Regions from separate parts of the Zea mays genome. Here region 1 is linked to region 2. A link is a contact called in public Hi-C data. All regions are on one chromosome and are shown on one strand. Each heading gives the region's core, a stretch centred on a gene start, on an enhancer-like site or on the middle of the called end of the contact. The rest is flanking DNA. Distances are from core to core; before and after follow the strand shown.

Region 1 (3,984 bases), core at 1,114-3,613, 190 kb after region 2:
CCTTGGGGTCCACTTCCTCACCGGAAGATGTGACGGGGATTTCCTCGAGGAGAGGATCCACATGGTCCCGTTGTGTAGACATGATCGTTTCCTCACGCGGTTAAGCGTAAAACGAGGTACGTAGCTCTGATACCAATTGAAAGTAGCCTAGAGGGGGGGTGTGAATAGGCTACACCTGAAAATTTTCACTAAAAACTTCGAGATAGGTTAAATTAAAGTTGCACTGGTGCAAACCGGTTCAGTCGATTTTAATTACAACTGAACAAGTTTGAACCTGCTCAACTTAAATTAGATAATCTATTGAACAAATACGAAGTAGTGAAGAATATAGCTAAAGACTAGCCTTACACAAAATCTACTCGAATGAATAATATGAACCAACCACCGAATATAAAGCGCTTAACAAGAACACACAAGAACACGCGATATAACCCGAGGTTCGGCAACCACCACAAAGGTGTCCTACTCCTCGTTGAGGAACCCACAAAGGGCCGGGTCTTTTCCAACCCTAATCCTCCACAAGCCGACCACAAAGGTCAAGGCAATCTCTTCTCAAATCAGCTCAAAGAGCGGGTGATACAAACTTCTTGGGGTCGTCCACAAATTTGGAGACTCCCAAGCAACCTCTAACCGTCAAGGAACACGAGGTTCTAAGAGTAACAAATCCGCACACAGTTAAGTTTGCAACGAGCTCAAGAACAAAGAGAATGGGAGAATCGAGAAGAAATTTGACAACGAGTTCGATCGAGTTCACCTCACACCAAGGGTCCTTCAAATGATTGAAGGAGATGCGATTGCGGGTGTGAAAGGTGAAATAAATGCGCTTGTTTGAAGGTTGGTCAGCCAAGAATTTGTGGGAGAGGCAGGAGTAAATGAGAGAGAGAGTGTGAGGGGGTATATAAAGGATCCCCCAAAAGCTGACGGCCGTTGGGAGAAAAGAAGTAAAAACCGGTTGAACCGGTTTTCAGACCGGTTGAACCGGTTTCTACCAGGGGGATCCCGGTCCACTGAGCTACTCAGCCGGAGACTCAACCGGTTTCAAAACCGGCTGAGTAAGGAAAAATTTCGGCTCAACCGATTTTAGAAAAATATCTGTTGCGACTTTTCTGACAGCTCTGACTGTCAGACAGGCCAGAGCAGAGGTGGCAGGTGAACAGTACCAAAACCGGTTGAACCGGTTTTGGGGGCTGAAACCAAATTTTGAGTATTTTAAAGAGAACAAAAGTGGAGTCTTTGTGGGAAGTAAAATTTGTTTTTCTCAAGGGCATTCATGATCTGGAAAAATGTTCTCTAAGATGTTTTCAAAAGATTTTGAACTTGGCTCATTGCACAACTTACTTAACCGTCGCGGATCCCTCTTAATTGCACGACGATTTCTATGACTCAAGAATTATAAATTTAGCACCGCCGTTGTTTCTAAGCACTTGGAGCACGCCATTTGATGTGGAATTTTAAATCCGCTGTGCTTTATACTTTTATGCTCGTAAGATCTGTGCTTCTCCTGTCTGTAGAGTTACTGTGTACATGCTAGGAGCAAACTTGTTAGAATTTCAGTTTGTTTTGTCATTAATCACTAAAACCCTCAATTAGGGTTGATTGCACTTACAATAACCATATCAAAGATCAAAGGGCAAATGGGATTTAATTACCATCGAAACGAAGAAATCAAATTGGTGACAACAAATACGAGTTCGACGTGGCTGTGTGCTAGTCATCTAGTCCCACTAGATTCACATGTGTGCCGGGGCCAGCCGAGCCTGTGAGTAGCGAAAGTCTAGCAACCTGTTCGTTTGATCTTCTACTGTTTCTATATTGTTTTGTCTATATAGATTATAGTTGTAGTAGTCCGAACAATTGACTTAAATTCGAAGCGAACAACATGTAGAACTTAATGTCTGATTGACACGATACAAAAACAACGATGTCTAGAATGGGAGCTCAAGGAAGACATTGGTCATTGGACATGACATTAGACGATTTACCAAACATGTCGAGCGTGAGAATTAATATTTCTAACTAAAATCCAAACATTTGATACAGTGACTAAAATATAACAATGGAATTAAACGTATCCTTAGTCATAAACTCAAATAGACAACTAGGTTATCATTTTTACTTCTAAAATGCTAAAAGCTCAAAAAAGCTAACTTTATATAAAAAGATAAAAAGTCTGGTTTTATTCGGTTTCTGGGTTCACGAGGTTAACAATATCACTGAATAACTACCGTTACTTTATTTGGATTAAAAACGTAACATGATTTTTCGGGGAAAAGCAAACAAGTGAAAGAACCCGACGACGATGCTTTGCAAACGGAAGTTCGAGTCGCGTGTTTGACAGAAGGCACGCTGCCGCGGGTCCCACTCTCTGAAAGTGGGCCTATCCTCGCTGGTCACGTCTCCTCTCCGCGCACGAAAACCCTAGCACGCAGGCGCAGCCAGCCCTGCTCCAATTCCCAAAGCTTCTGGAAAACACCTACTCGTCTCTCATCCCTTCCCCGCCGTCGCGTCCTCTTCGAACTGAATCGCGCCGCGATCACCCACCTTATGGCGGACAAGGAGCCTGTCGTGGAGCGATCCGAGGCGTCTGAGGAGGAGGACGCCTCCGCCGCGGCCGCCGCGGGGGAGGAAGAGGACACGGGTGCCCAGGTGGCCCCCATCGTGCGGCTTGAGGAGGTACTCGTCACCACCGGTGAGGAGGACGAGGACGTCCTGCTCGACATGTGAGGCGCTGCCCCCTTCCCCACTTCCTTGCTCATCGCCGCGTGCGGTTGCTCTTCCCCGCTTGATTTGATGCTGATTTGGGTTTTGCAGGAAGGCGAAGCTGTACCGGTTTGATAAAGACGGGAACCAATGGAAGGAACGGGGCACGGGCACCGTCAAGCTTCTCAAGAACAAGGAGACCGGCAAGGTCCGACTGGTCATGCGCCAGGCCAAGACGCTTAAGATATGCGCGAACCACCTCGGTACCCTTTCTTTCGATTTGAAATTCGCCGCCACAATTTGTATATAGCTTTTGTTTGATCCCAAAGAGTAGGATACTGATGCCGCGCTGCGTATGCAGTGGCCCCCACCACGAGAATGCAGGAACATGCCGGCAGCGACAAATCGTGCGTCTGGCACGCTTCTGACTTTGCGGATGGCGAACTCAAGGAGGAGATGTTTGCCATCAGGTTTGGTTCGGTAGAAAGTGAGTTCTCTACCTCGTTTAACCTGTTATGCCCCAACTATATGTTTGATACTAGATGGTTCAACTTCGTAATCTCAGTGTTCTAAAATGAAGTCTTAATGGCCTATTTGGTTTGAGCGGAGGCAAAGCTGCCTAGCCCAGGCATGAATTTCAGGCGTCCAATCCTGGAGGCCTGGCAGTGGCGAAGCTAGAGTAAATCTGAAGGAGGTGCACTTGCCTTTGTGGGTGCATAAAGATTTGTTATATGGATGCATATATTGTGAAATTTTAACTAAATATATAGATTTTGCATCTTTTTTGGGGGTTGAGATTGCTGCCTGGGAGGCCTCGGACCAAAACCAAAAGCAAGCCTGCCTGGTTGTTAAGCTGACAATCTGATTATAGGCTCCTTGGAACTACTAGTTGGCTTGTTCTTTACGTTACTGCAAAATGATCAAACAAATAGGTTTACCAGAGTTTAAGGTCCTTGTTTTGTTGCTTAAGTGTTTTTAACAGTTCAAGGGTTGTTCGACAGAGTGATGCTAAAGAAACCATTTATGAACGAAATTGCCATTTATATGGATTTATTTCTATCCATTGTTTGGCTGCGATTTTGCGGAACTAATTGTTGTTGAGTGTTGACAAAGGAGAGTTGCTTGATTTGTTGGCTTTTATGCATAATAAGGTGGTGGATGTTTTGTGTTGTAAATAGTAAATTCTAATACACGTGGTGACTGAACTGGCACTGGATATTGATTTTGCGAACTTTGGGATCTAATAATCCGATAGCTTGTCAATTCTACCGCTGTAGTATATAT
Region 2 (4,072 bases), core at 286-2,785:
GTTTTTAATGTGATAGTTCCTTCTGGGCTAGTTTGGGAACCCTAATTTTATAAGGGCCCAATTTTATAAGAGATTTATATTTTTCCAATGAAAATTAGTTCATTTTTCTATAAAAAATAGAAATTCCTTAGAAAATTAAGGGAAAATTGAGGTTCCAAACTAGTTTTAAAGAGCTTAAAGAGTTTTGGGTAGTTTTTGGAAAATTGGGATTCTCAAACCAGTCCTTAAAGTTTGGTTAGTTTTTCCCGAGCCAGAACAGACCCCTATGTGCTAGTAAAGATTGCAGTTTATTGAGTCCTAGCTAGTTTGATTAGGCATTCTCGTCGATAGAAAGATGAATGTCCAAACTCAGTGAAGCCGTAAAATTGAGGCAGCAGGCATAAAACCAACAATTCTGCCACATGAGGTGCTACTGTTATATGTTTCCGTTCCGTTCTGGTTTCTCTCTTGTGGCAGAATAGCTAGCTAGCTACATCCTTCCCTTTCTTGTATATGAACGGAGAGACTCCAAACAAAATGTAGTCGAACATAAGTGAGAGAAGATTTGAGTTATGAACCAAACTACCTTAACGAAACAAGCACGGATACAAACTCGGAGACCTTAAGGCATCACGACCCACCACCACACGCTATGAGTATGGGGTCGTAGAGCTAGAACACAGGCTGCTACGACGACAAAGCCTGAAGAGACCTGCCTGCTTCAAACACGGTGACGACGACCAACATCAGAACCTAACTGAAGCGAAGCACGCATGATCATACGCGCACGTATGGTCTCCTACACGCGTGCTAGGACGACGACTGACAGCACTACATTATTCAGGGCACACGTGCCAAACGAGGAGCGGCACGTCGTACGACTACCCTACTACTACGACGACACTACATTCCTGCAGCTACGTACTACATGCTAAGCGGGGGCACGCATCAGATCTAGGACTTGGTCCTGAACTTGGACTCGTCGATCTCGATGCCCTCCCGGGCGGCGCGCTCGCCGCCGGACTCCTGCATGGTGCTCAGGCCGCCCTTCCTCCCCATCTCGCTGTACCCTTCGTGGCCCAGCTGCTCTTTGCGGGTCTGCCCGCCCTTGCTGCCCATCTCGCTGTACCCCTCATGGCCCAGCTGCTCACTCCGGGTCTGCCCGCCGTGACTGCGCCCTGCACGAACAGACCAACACAATCGTTTAATTGATGATCAGTTCTTCTTGGCTACTTACGCGCAGTAGTAGTGGGTTTATAGCACACACAAGTGAAAGGAAGATAAGAGGATCACAAGGCCGGCCGGCCGTAGGATACAAACCTTCGGCGAGGTGCTCCTGCGCCTCGAGGGTCTTGCCGCCGGTGCCGCCGGGGACGACGGTCTGCCCCTCCTCGGCCATGCGCGCCAGCTCCTCCCTGCTTTCCTGACCGGACGCCATCGCCGTCCCCAAACTAACGAGCAAAACTGGCGAGCTCGGTGCGGATCGTTGCTAGACGTACACAGGGACTACTACTGTTCTTTAGTTTAGGTGTTGGCTGTTGCTGCTGCTTTGCTTGTGTGAGATGGAGGATCAGGTGGCGCCGCCTTTTTATAGCCGTCCGGTGGGGAGACGCGGCACGTCGCGCGCGAGGCCAGGGCAAAGCCGGCAAGCCGGGCCAGGGACGTGTGCACCGACGCGGACGAATTGCAAGGTCCCTCGGCGCCCGTGCGGCGCGACGCGTGTGCGAGGAGGCCTCGCGGGGGCGACACGTACGTGCGTGTCGAGCGATGGCCTGCGCGCATTCCCCGGGCAGAGATGCCCCTCGGCGCACCATGCGTGCGCGTGCACCGTAGACCCCGTATTTATTTATCCGCTCTGGAGGCGGAGGGAAGGAGTTGAAGCACGCACGACCGCGCCTGGAAGATGGTAGTGTTAAGAAACCTTTCTTGGGCCAGGAAGGCCTATGTGGCCCATATGCCTGAAACCCTAGTTTTGTCTATAAATAGAGAGAAGATCCCCATATCATGTAACCTTTGGAGAGCAGCACCATATAGTAACAAAGAATCAGTTCCTCTCTACACTCTTGTCTCCTTGTGTTCTACTATTATTCAGTTAAGCAGCCCTTGGACTACACTCGGTAGCAAGGGGTTCTTAACACGTTATCACGCACGTGGCTCTACTAAGGAGATCGAGCAAAAGGTATTAAGAAAGATGTTGAACTCATATTTTATGTAATATTATTCTTTCCTCTCTATTCAAGCACATACATGAAAAGCACAAATCCCTAGCAGATTTATCGCCGACACGAAGTCGATGGGGATGCACATGTGATTGTTACTGATTTGAAATCGCCGACACACGTCGATCAATCACATGAGATACACACGTTTATTTTACTGCATCATCGCAAGCACAGAGAAAACAAAAACAAAAGTAGCAACGCTAGCATCAGCGTCGACGTCGTCGCCGTGCTAGCACGCGCGCAGGCAAGCAGCCACCGCCGTAGCTTCAACCTCGTCGCTGCCACACGCAGGCACGCAAGCAAGCAAGCCTTGCCATCACGGTGGGCAGGCAGCCAGGCACGTGGGCACGTAGAGCTGCTGCTGCCTCGTCACTGCCGTACACGAAGCACGGGCGCGCAGAGCTGCTGAGGAATACAAAGCGCCTCCGTGCATTAAAAAAAAATTACTCGTGCAGTGAATACGAAGCGTTGCACTCGTACATCTCTAGGCCCTTAATGCAAAAGCAGCGGCTCATTTTTTCATGTAATAAAGAACACGCATGCAAGGTGGAGTGGCCTAGTGAGCAACAACTCATATCTCTATATATAAAAAAAATGGAGCAGCGCGCATTCTAATGGTCCTTAATGGGCTGTTTTTTTTTCTTAAGGAAAAATAGAATAGAATTTTAATTTAGGCATTATTATGACTCTAGAAATTGATTTCTATGAAACTAAACAATGTAATCTTACATAATTGTGTAATTAAATTTGTATATTGCATCATTCATTTAAAATATTTGCTTTCTTGCGATTTTTTTTTCATCCTCTGAAATGATTACAAGAAGTAATCTAACTATAAAATTTATCACATGTAGATGACTGGTATTGTGAGCCGTGAATTCGAGGTGTTGGCCCCGCATGGTCAAAACTACCTCACGTGGGCATCTGATGTGCAAATTGTGCTTGGGGGCAAGAAGCTCAAAGTTGCAATCGGTCTTGGCCAAAAAGATGAAGTGGCTACCGACGAGCAAAATGACCAAGCATTGCACTTTCTTCGGCATCATCTCTCGCCTACACTCAAGAATGAGTACATGTCAGAGAGAAAGGCAAGCAAACTCTGGAATGCATTGCAACAACGTTTTGAGAGGTTAAAGTACACAGTCTTGCCCCAAGCACAGAAAGACTGGGCTCGCCTTAGATATGCCGACTTTAAAACTGTGGGAGAATACAATGCAGCATTGCACCGAATATGCACCAAATTATCTCTTTGTGGTAAGGTGATAACAAATGAGGAAAAGATTGAAAAAACCTTGTCTACCTTCCACCCAAGCGCCATCCAATCTGCTCGCAACTATCGACAAGACGCATACAAGAAGTATAGCGATCTTATCGATATAATGCAAGTAAATGAGGCACAAGATGATGCTTTGAAGACGAACTTCAATGCTTATCCAAATGGAAAGGGCATTAGCACTGAAGTTAATGTCGCCTCATACAAGATAAGAAAGCCTATCCAGAGAAAGAGAGGCAAGCATGGTGCTGGCAAGGGAAAGAAAGAAACCACAGTCAATCCCATCAATGCTCACGGAAAGAAAACAAGCAAAGAGAAGCCACAGCATAAGCCATACGGACTTCAAGACCAAACATGCTACAAATGTGGCGTGTGGGGACATTGGTCCAAAATATGCCAGTCACCAAAGCATGTCATAAAAGCATACAAGGCAAAGAACATATCCAAACAGAAACCTGAGGCACACTTCACCATGGCAACCAACAATGAAGCCATGGAAGAAGACCCTACGCTTGAAGCATCTGGCATGCCTCTTGATCTTGCAGGTGCTGTGAAGATGATTGCCACCGAAGAGAACACCTCCATAGCTCTAGTGGAGGCT

The links. Hi-C and Micro-C count contacts between places; a contact is called where the count stands out from the background.
Region 1: a Hi-C map of ear shows a contact between it and region 2, with 3 times the contacts expected there. The contact joins the promoter of LOC100282524 here to the promoter of LOC542280 in region 2. A contact is called at or near these places in 9 of 25 Hi-C or Micro-C datasets (bundle sheath, ear, leaf and 2 more) and 1 of 3 datasets of contacts at active chromatin or transcription factors (leaf).

What each region holds. Positions count from the first base shown.
Region 1 is chr6:151,632,519-151,636,502 of Zm-B73-REFERENCE-NAM-5.0, forward strand. It overlaps LOC100282524 (ran-binding protein 1), which reads left to right and starts at 2,364. Exons shown (of 4, transcript NM_001155432.2): 1 at 2,364-2,720; 2 at 2,812-2,963; 3 at 3,062-3,187. The coding sequence starts at 2,545.
Region 2 is chr6:151,445,290-151,449,361 of Zm-B73-REFERENCE-NAM-5.0, forward strand. LOC542280 (embryo specific protein 5) reads right to left here and starts at 1,536. Exons shown (of 2, transcript NM_001111879.3): 1 at 1,300-1,536; 2 at 544-1,157. The coding sequence starts at 1,417. The coding sequence ends at 934.